Linked DNA regions of Gossypium hirsutum: regions 2 and 3 are each linked to region 1. The links are chromatin contacts, called in public Hi-C maps. All regions are on one chromosome and are shown on one strand. Each heading gives the region's core, a stretch centred on a gene start, on an enhancer-like site or on the middle of the called end of the contact. The rest is flanking DNA. Distances are from core to core; before and after follow the strand shown.

The links. Hi-C and Micro-C count contacts between places; a contact is called where the count stands out from the background.
Region 2: a contact with region 1 is called in a Hi-C map of leaf, with 4 times the contacts expected there. The contact joins two enhancer-like sites. A contact is called at or near these places in 2 of 34 Hi-C or Micro-C datasets (hypocotyl and leaf).
Region 3: a Hi-C map of leaf shows a contact between it and region 1, with 3 times the contacts expected there. The contact joins the promoter of LOC107892301 here to the enhancer-like site in region 1. A contact is called at or near these places in 5 of 34 Hi-C or Micro-C datasets (hypocotyl and leaf).

The regions. Positions count from the first base shown.
Region 1 is chrA01:56,694,666-56,697,921 of Gossypium_hirsutum_v2.1, reverse strand. No RefSeq gene overlaps it. Among protein-coding and RNA genes, the nearest start is that of LOC107956914, 81 kb to the right of the region's middle. Within about 2 kb of position 1,776, at least 3 of the 9 cell types and tissues checked have an H3K27ac peak or open chromatin away from gene starts, as enhancers often do. A contact at or near this core is called in hypocotyl and leaf, where this site is marked.
Region 2 is chrA01:57,597,311-57,600,566 of Gossypium_hirsutum_v2.1, reverse strand. It overlaps LOC107955617, which reads right to left. Exons shown (of 6, transcript XM_041087301.1): 2 at 281-302; 3 at 79-208. Among protein-coding and RNA genes, the nearest start is that of LOC107955617, 44 kb to the right of the region's middle. Within about 2 kb of position 1,781, at least 2 of the 9 cell types and tissues checked have an H3K27ac peak or open chromatin away from gene starts, as enhancers often do. A contact at or near this core is called in leaf, where this site is marked.
Region 3 is chrA01:55,989,819-55,993,074 of Gossypium_hirsutum_v2.1, reverse strand. LOC107892301 (transcription initiation factor TFIID subunit 12) reads left to right here and starts at 1,448. Exons shown (of 10, transcript XR_001682609.2): 1 at 1,448-2,040; 2 at 2,135-2,290; 3 at 2,867-3,256.

The DNA of each region.
Region 1 (3,256 bases), core at 527-3,026:
AAGTATCTTGCTTTCAACCATCAAATATCCCATCAACTTTCAATTCAACGAGTTCATTCAGGATCTTCCCCAATTCTGGAACTTGCTACCTCAATTATGCCTTTAATGTCAGCCCACTTTACTCAACATAACTGGCTCATATACACTTTAACTAGTGCTTTCTAAGTGAGCCCCTTTTTTCCAGGATGGGCTCTCCAGGCCATTATATTTCCTTCCCCTTTTCCTTCAAGAGTTCAATGGTTCAATTACTTTTTGGAGTACGGAATTCGAAATTATTCTCACTTTGGGTATGTATTTTTTTTATCTAAATTAATCTTTAATCTTTCCTTCAAAATTTTAAAATTTAGACTTTCATGTGAGAATAATTGTCAAATATTAAACTCCAATATAGAAACAATTCCTAAGTTTAGGAATTAATTTGGATTAAAAAAAAACTAAAACTCCAACGTGAGAGCAATTGCCTAGTTTATACCCTAATATGGAAACATTTATCAAGTTCAATGACTAATTTAGATAAAAAAAAAGTTCAGACCTCAACGTGAGAGTTTTGCTAAACTCAAGTCCCAAAGCTTTATAGCTTTTAACAGGGATGGCAATTCGAATTTCGAATTTATCCAATTCAAATTTTATGGATTCAAAGCAGATATAAATAGACCCCTTCCAATAGAATTCAAATAATCTCAATATGTATCTATTGGTTACAAAATATTTAAATTTTGTTTCTAACAAGTTTGCACCCAAGACCTCTTATACATAAAACCATGTTTTAGCTACTAATATTACTCTTAAACATTAATTATAATTTACACAAATTAATAATTAATGTATAAAAATATAATAAAAATATTTTTTTTAAAATATATATACTAATTAATAATAAAATTAAAATAACTATTTCGTCTTCTTTTAAATATCATGTAGCTTCTAAATTTTTTTTTATCTATAAACCTAAGCAAACAATGAGATGAGACCACCGTAATTCCTAAATTTTTCATTGCTTTTTTTATTATTTTATTAACTCAAGTAGTTAAATTACTTTAAAAGATTTATTTAATATTTATATAATTAAAAGAAATATTATAATATAAATTTATTTTCTAATATCACTTAATTATATTCAATACATGTTATATTATAAAAAATAGTATACATACATGTTTAAGGACATATAATATATCAATTATAACTTATGAATGTATAATAATATTATTATACAATTATAATATTATAATGTGTATTATTTTATTAATGATATGCACCTAAACGTTAAACATGTAACTCATTTTATGGTAGATTATAATATATACAATTAGCATTATATAATTAAGGTAGATTATTTAAGATTACTTACCCTATATACAATTACATTATTATAACATACATTTTTATATCAATGATATGTAAGATTAAACCCTAAACGTATTGTTATAATAGGCGTCGATAATGATAATAGAATGATCACAAAGCAATAATAAAAATAAAAATAAAAACACACAAATTTTACGTGAAAAAACTATGAGCAAAAGAGAAAAAATTCACTAATGTTAAAAACTGAATGGTACAAGATGATGTAATTCCACCAACAAGGCTGAATTAATTCTTGTCAAGGTGAAACAATTTGAAGTTGGGCCGTATTTCCATGAACTACTTCTTCTTGAGATGGCCAAAACAAAGATTGATCATTTGTGTTTACCAATTGAGTCAACTATAGGGGGCGAACCAAGTGAGTCAAAGAAGAGTTTAAAGGGCCTATGTGTGGACGTTGGGAACAAGCCCAAATTAATCATGTTCTGATTGGCCAAGACCAAGTCAAATGCTGATCCAAGAGTTGGATGAGACCCCATTGGGTTTGATTAATCATGAGACACTTTAGGAAGACTTTAAATTAAGTTTCATTTCAGTTTAACAAGTTTGTATCTTTAAATTATGCCTTGAATTATATGTCTGCATCTTTCATTGTGTCTAGCATTATCTGTTCTGCATTTAATTAAGTCATACATAAAAGCATCTCATATGTTAATTAAGTTTGTGTTTTAATTATGTGCATTATGAAAATAAGTTTACATTTTAATTAAGCCATGCATTTATGCATCTTATATGTTAATTATATTTAAGCATACGTTGGAGTTACATATTCATAAATAAATGCATGTATGTATTTATATTATGGTGATTTCTATCATAAATATGTGTTTTAAGTTAAATATTTTAGTAGAATAAGAATATGAAAATTTGTCAATGTTTAATGTCTAATTATTTATCTTGTAGGTGACTATTTATAGGACCAAGAATAACTTTTCAACTCTAATCGATTTCATTCACTTAAAGTTTATTATGGTGGCCGTTCAAATGGATCACAAGTGGCTCTTTAAAATCTTATCGATTTCATGCACTCAAGGATCATTATGGAGCCATTAAAAGAGATGAATGTCAAGCAACATAACATTCGGCCATAAGGGAGATGAAGGGACACTAAACAACACAATTATGGAACATTAAACTTTCAACAAGTGAAGAGACATGACTTTTCAACTATCTGAATCAAGTGACGAGTCATGACTTATTAGTTGCCCTTCATAAAGTTATAATCGAATTTTAAGTTGTGATAAAAGCTAATGTAGCTGCTGAATTTGAATAGTAAAATTAGGGCCTATATATATCTTATAAAAGGACAATGTTGAGGTTAGACAATTATTCTAAATATAAACTTTGTTGGTGAGATTATTATCTCATGGTTCTTCATTGAACTAAGCTAAACTTATCAAACGTTTACTAGTTTGTGGCATTCACCCAATTGTCTTATCAATTCGTTTCCCATCATGAAGTGTGGCGATTTTGCTTACCAACGTTCGAGTATTCTTTCACGTTTAAGTGGGTCATAATTTTAATATAGCTACGGTTTCTTAAAGTATTTAAGTGTTACGGGTCAAGGTTTCCACCAATTAAACCTATTCAAGACAGTCCTTCCATTCAAGCTATTTTCCAAACCCTCCAAGTTTGGAAAATCATATCACAAGAGGAGTTTCGATTATATCTATTTAAGGGTTGAAAAAACCTACGACCCTTGACCTCTCACCCCCACAGATCTCCTTATTTATTTATTCAGTAAGTGACAGGATTCGGGTCACACAAACTCTAACACGTATAGCTAAATTTATGGTAAATTATAATATATACTATTAGCATTATATAATTAGGGTAGATTATTAATGATATGTAATCCTATATACAATTATGATATTAAATGTATGCTTTT
Region 2 (3,256 bases), core at 532-3,031, 900 kb before region 1:
ACGAAATGGTATACATATACAAACAAATATCCGGCAGGGGAAAATGTGTGCAGAATCGATTAGCTTCAGGTACTGTACCTGAAGGAAAATCAAATTGGATGACTTGATTCAATTTGTCTATGATTTTAGCTGAATCTTTGAGAGGAGGAGTTGACTCGAATAATGAATTGATCTCCTCGTGAACAGTTGCAGAATCTATTTTAATTCCCCTTGGACAAATCATCAGAAAAAAAAATCATCAATCAAAATGCAAAACAAACCCTAGTTGAATTGAACTTACAACAAAATCCAGTTGATTTGGGCTTCAAGTTGATCTGCTTTCTTTTAGATTGATTTGAACTTAAGATTGTCGAATAACCAAAAGAAAACAAAATTTGAAACCGTTGAGAAAATTTAATCTAAGAAAAGGTATTTTTGGAGGAGAAAAGAAGGGTCATTCGATGGAGAGGTTGGAATAGCCATTCGACACCTCCTCCCCTGAATGGCTATTCAGCGATTTTTAGAATGAACCTGTAATCCCCATTCGACGTTTTAAGCATTCAGCCAACCAAACGACTGTTTTCCTTTAGAGTTTTGAACCGTGTAGTAATGGAATAGCAATTCTATTGAACCAAACATAGTGTAAGGATTAGGTTGAAATAGAATTAAAATTTAGGGTATAAATTATAAATAACAGAAAATAGGCTGTTGAGGACCTAGATGAAACACGCTGAAACAAATGAGGGATTGATTGGGAAATATCCCTAGCCCTCATGCGCTGCGTTTCGTGATGGACCATACTGAAACGAACACAAAAACACGCGACAAAAATTTAAAAAAAATAAAAAAGCAAACAATGGCCACATTACAAGACGTCGCAAAAGCGGAGGAACTTCACACGCAATTATCCCATTCACCACAAAAACACGCGGATCCTCAAGGGAAATGGGTCAAGTCATGGGTCAGAGGTGAAGACAACGTTGTTTTGGCCTCTGAACCCACATATCAAAATGGCGTTGTTTACTTCTTATTACTTAAGTCAAAATTTTTTTAAAATTTCATTTTTTACCAGTTTTTTTTTTTAAAAAACTCAAAGAACCCCCCATTTTCTCTCAACTCTTTGCTAGGGTTATGAAAACCCTTCATTTCCGTTGTTTGACCGCTGTACCGCCACGGTATTCGGTGGCCGACGATGCGCCAAAATGGGCCTTTTAGCCCTGTTTCAAAAGGAGTTCGAAGGTCTAGCCTTCTTGACCCGAAAAGAACTAAAAGAAGAGATCCTCACCCCCTTTCGATCCCAACGACGGAAGAGAGACCTCCGGTAACGTAACCACGGGTGATTCCGATGAGACCTTCTTCTCTTTCCTTTTATTTATTTTATGCCTCTTTTTAGAAATAGATTTGTTCAAAAAAATAAATAAATAAAAATAAAAGGAAAACAGGAAACGAAAAGAACAACTAAAATAAAATAAAAAATCAACATTGTTAAATTTCTGCTTTTTTCTTTTTGATTTACTCGTGCGCATAAAAAATTACAAATGTGAAGAATCGAGCTTTTATAGCCGATTAAGATGACTATCCACTTTATATTTTTTGTCGTTTTTTGCTTGGTTTCTTCTACTGCTTGTGTATTGCTCTCTGTCTTGCGTGTGGATCTTTATTTTGCAAGTGTTAGAGAGGTGCTAGGCGTATGGAGGGGGTGGCATTTGAGGAGGCGGCGTGCGAGGTGGCCTAAGGGCAGACCGACCTAGGTGTGGCACACCTAGGGTTTCCCTGGGCTGAAGGTGTTTAGTTTTTGGGCTAGGATTGGTTTGGGCTTGTTGGGTTTGTTGGGTTTTAATTGTTTGGGCTGTCTGATATTGGTCTGGGTTTGGGTTAGTGATTGGGTTGATTTGTAAGTGGACTATTAATGTGCTGGATCCTTTATTATTTATTTGGGTTTTATTTTGTTTGGATGATTTGGGCCAAAATTGGCTATTACATTGTAATTTAATAATTTATTGACATCATCCATATTCATTTTACGGTCTATGTTCCGAGTTTATAGCTATTTCTCTTAATAATATTGTCAACAAAATTCGAATTTATATTCTCTTTTTAGAAATGCAATTTATCTTACTATCGCACCTAACACTTGATTGTTAATTTATTTTATTTAATCTTATAAAAATAATATAAAAAATTTATTTAAACTGATTTGATTGGAGATAGCAACAATCACTCAACTCACACCTAATGTCATCTCCATCCATATGGAACAATCACATTTTATCCAACTTGTAACTCATTAATTTTTTAAAAAAATCTTAATATAATCGACCAAAAACAATAATAAAATGAGCTTTTAGTGAAACATCAATGTAGAACTTAGATAAATAAAAACCACCCAAAACAAAAAATGAACATGATTTTTATTTAGTCATTGTCTCATTGAAAGAATGAAAGCTCAACCTTTGGGCTGTCTGCTTGGGCTTAGCCACAAAGGCCTCATAAAGTAGTTATCTTTATAAGACCTAAATGACCATTATTAGATTAATCCTGCTTTGCTTCATAAAGTAGAGATTTTAATGTCAAACTCTTCTCTCTATATAACGTACTTTATAAAAGAATCTTTGAAAAAAAAGAGACTGAAAGTATATTAAAAGGTATTTAATAATACCAATTCATCATTACATTTTGTCACAGATCTTTTATTTTTTTTTTGAAACTTTGAACTGTTTTTCTTTTTACAAAAATTCTGAATTGTAATGTTGTTCTTGATTCATGTATTCGGTCGGGGGTGTTGCATCATTGGCCTGCTTCAATATTTTATCACTCTCTCTCTGTATATTATATTCTATATTTGCGGGTTAAGCTTAATATAGATTGGGCCGTGAACCTAATTTTGAGTTATAATCCGGTCCATTATTGTATTTTTCCATTTGGAGCTGGAGAAAAAAAATTTATTTAGGTTTTAGCTCAAAACTTAATTGTTGTTTGAAGAATTATAAAATTTTTAATTTTTAATTTAATTTAGATATAACACTAATTAAGTGATAATCAATTTAAAATATTAAATTTAATTAAACATGGATATAAGGTTTAATTAAGTGATATTAATAGTAAAACAAACATACACGATTAGATTACTTTTGTTATTAGCATATCTATAATCTATAATTTATATAAAAGCACAATTTTGGAAAAACTTTTGAACCAACAAGAATATCATTTATTTACATTTAAAAATAATTAAAATAAATTTAAAAAAATCATATTAAATTATATTAAAATATTT
Region 3 (3,256 bases), core at 199-2,698, 700 kb after region 1:
CTTCGCCTAAGTTAGCAACCACTGCTTCTACATTACTTTCCTAGGTTAGATCTACCATTATTGATAGGCACAAATCTTTGACATGTCTATACTTACCACAAGAAAAACATATTGTTGGAAGTGCATCATATTCCACTCGTTAGAAGACGCCGTCGACCATAACCTGAGAAGGCAAATGCTTGTTAATGTTAATAAACACAACCAGGCGAGCAAACTGGCCTCTGGTTCTGCTATCAGTTTGAAAATCCAATTTTGCCACTTTTTCGACCAGCCCCCCGATAACCTCTATGATCTTCCGTTTGTATATAAATCCAGGGATTCTTGATGGCCGGGTTCAAGCCATCACCACATTGGGATATGGTTGTAACAGACTAAAATCTTTAGTCCAAGGTTGAATAGTAATGTACTGGCTATAAATGATCTATGATCCCTGAGTCAATACTTGATTACAATCTTCATTGTTTTGAAACTTAACAAAAAAAATTATTTTCTATGTCCATGAGATGGAATGGTTTTGTAGGTTTCCATAAGCTACTTATTTGATTATAAATAGTGTTATAACCAATGCTTTGCCTTAAAAGCTTGAGTCGACCGTCAATTCCATCTCTTTGAAGAGAATTTCTTAAATACTGTTTGAGAAGACAATTGCTGGAATCCCATTGACCATGGTCGTACTCACATCACCTTCTAGCAACTCAAAATCACTTTCATTTCCCTCGCTAGGATCATTACAAACCATACCAGAAATGACTGCTCCTCCCCTCAAAAGCTTGTCCTTCCAAGATAGATTCGGGGTCAGATAAAAGTCCACACCCACAGTAGCAATCTCCCTTTCGATTCCTTTTTTGAATCTCACTTTCGTAGTGTTCCAATCCCTGTCAGATCTGGAATCACCAAAACCTCCTTCACTGGAATTTTGCATATTTTAAGAGCTTTTTTCTTTGACTATTCTTTATGCTTTCTCGTTAATCCACTTTTTAAAATCGTTGATAAATTTTTACTTTTAACCCTTAATAAAATGGTCGAAAGAAAATTTCTAAATGATGCAAATGAGAATATTTAAGGAATTAATAATATTAATTAAATAACTTAGTAGTATCTAAAATGATGATGCCTATTTTGATGCATTAAGTGTATTAAGCAATGGTGATTAGATGCAGAATGATAGTTTGATGAACTTAATAATTGAAAATAAATCCAATAAAAGCAGATTACAATTATCCAATTTAATACAGATAATAAATAAATTTGAAGATTACAACTATCCAATCCCCATAGAAAATTTGCAGATATTATAAGCAATATTTATTACCCTTTCCTTATATTTAGTGCAAACATTTTCATTCAAACCCCGAAACAAAGAAATAGGATTAAATTGACAAATTTTATAAAATTAAGATCTAAATTTGTAGTTTAGCCGATAGCTTATTTTAATGTATGTTTTAAAAGTTCAGAGAAGAAAAAGAGAGCTCGTCTACAGTTGGTAAAACAAATCACCTTCCTCTTCAATCCTTCCATCCTTCCATCCTTGCACTCCTGATGGATCAACAGCAACCACCTCCGCCAACCCCTAATGCTCCTCCTCCTTCCTCCGCCGTCGACCCACCTCCGCAACCACAGCCGCAGCCACAAATTCAACAACAAACAACGCCAACGCCCCCGTCAACATCCTCTACCGCAATCCCTAACCCTAACCCCAACCCTATCCTGAAACCCTTACCTTCCGCCATACCACCACCGCAACAGCCGCCGCACCCTAAACCAGCTCTCCCCTCTCATCAGCCAAGACCCGCCGCTGCATTCTCGAGGCCATGGCAACAACACTCTTCCCAGTTCACTCATTTCTCTTCCTCTTCTCCTTCCGCCTCATCGCCTCCTTCCCCTTCATTTTCCTCTCAGCCGCGAGGCAGCATTGCCCTCGGTGTTCCTTCGTCCCATTCTGGCCCCTTGCCTCCTTCTCCTTCACCTTCGCAATCCACTCCGTTTACCGGTTCCTTTGGCCATTCCTTCGGTGGAACCTCTAGTTCCAATGTTTCCCAGGTTGGATTTTAAGCTTGTGGGTTATTTTCATTCACGATTTTGAGCTTTTGATGCTGAAATTTCCTCTTCTTGTGATATATATATTTTTTCATAGGCAAGGCCGATGATGCGAGGAATAGGGATCGGATCATCAGTTGGTTCAAGTTCACAAATGAGACCAGGTGGGATTTCTGCTCAGCATCAACAAAGGCCTTTGCAATCATCTCTTAGACCAACATCTTCACCAACTAGCCAGTCCGCTTCTACCCAAGTTAGTATTATTTTTAAGGATTAATGTATATTATTTCTTTTTATTAATTTAAATGACATTGATTTTTTGTCAATAATGTTCTAATGATGCTAAAAAATGTTAGTTGAATTTAAATGGTCGCAGTAATAACAGTTTTAGCATATTTTAATAGAGTTTTTAATAATGTTTTAGAATTTTAAGAATGCTTAGAACTGTTGGTTGAATCTAGAAAATACTAATCCTTTCTCCCTCACTTTTATTATTATTTTAATCTTAGTTTGAATATAGTATTGGTAGGTTGAAGTAAGCTGCTTTAAGGAGTTCGTCAAGAGAGCTAAGGTGTTATTATCTACTATATAACACATTATTGTTGCCAACAGCCTCTTGGCTTCATGACCAGATTCTTGTATTGTGTGGCATGAGAAATAGGGTTCGATCCTTACATACCAATCCCCATTCTCCTATCATCGAATGTGAAAGAAAAGAACGCATTATTGTCATCATGATTATAAATGTGGGGTGAATTTGTGTTTGATGCCTTTCCTTGAATATTATGTGACCTTTTTTTTCCTTGTTTTATTTTTCATTTTTTTGTAGAATTTCCAAGGGCATGGCCTTATGAGAGTGTCAGCGGTTGGTTCCTCTTCTTCAACACCAAGTACTCCACAAACTCCACAATCCCCTAATCAGCCGTGGCTATCATCTGGAGCGCAAGGGAAGCCACCTTTGCCACCCCCTTGGCATAGACCACAGATTAATGCACCATCCTTGCAGCCGAGGGCACATATACCCCAGCAACATCATTCATTGCAAACAATTTCACAACAGCAGCATGTATCATCTCCACAGGTGCCACCACAAAATATATCGTCGATTCAGCAGCAGGAACCTTTTGAGCAACAGTTTTCGCAATCAAGGGCCTCACAATCTCTACCTCATCAACAACAAGATTCCAGATCCCAGGGCTCTGCAAATCAAAAGCCTTCT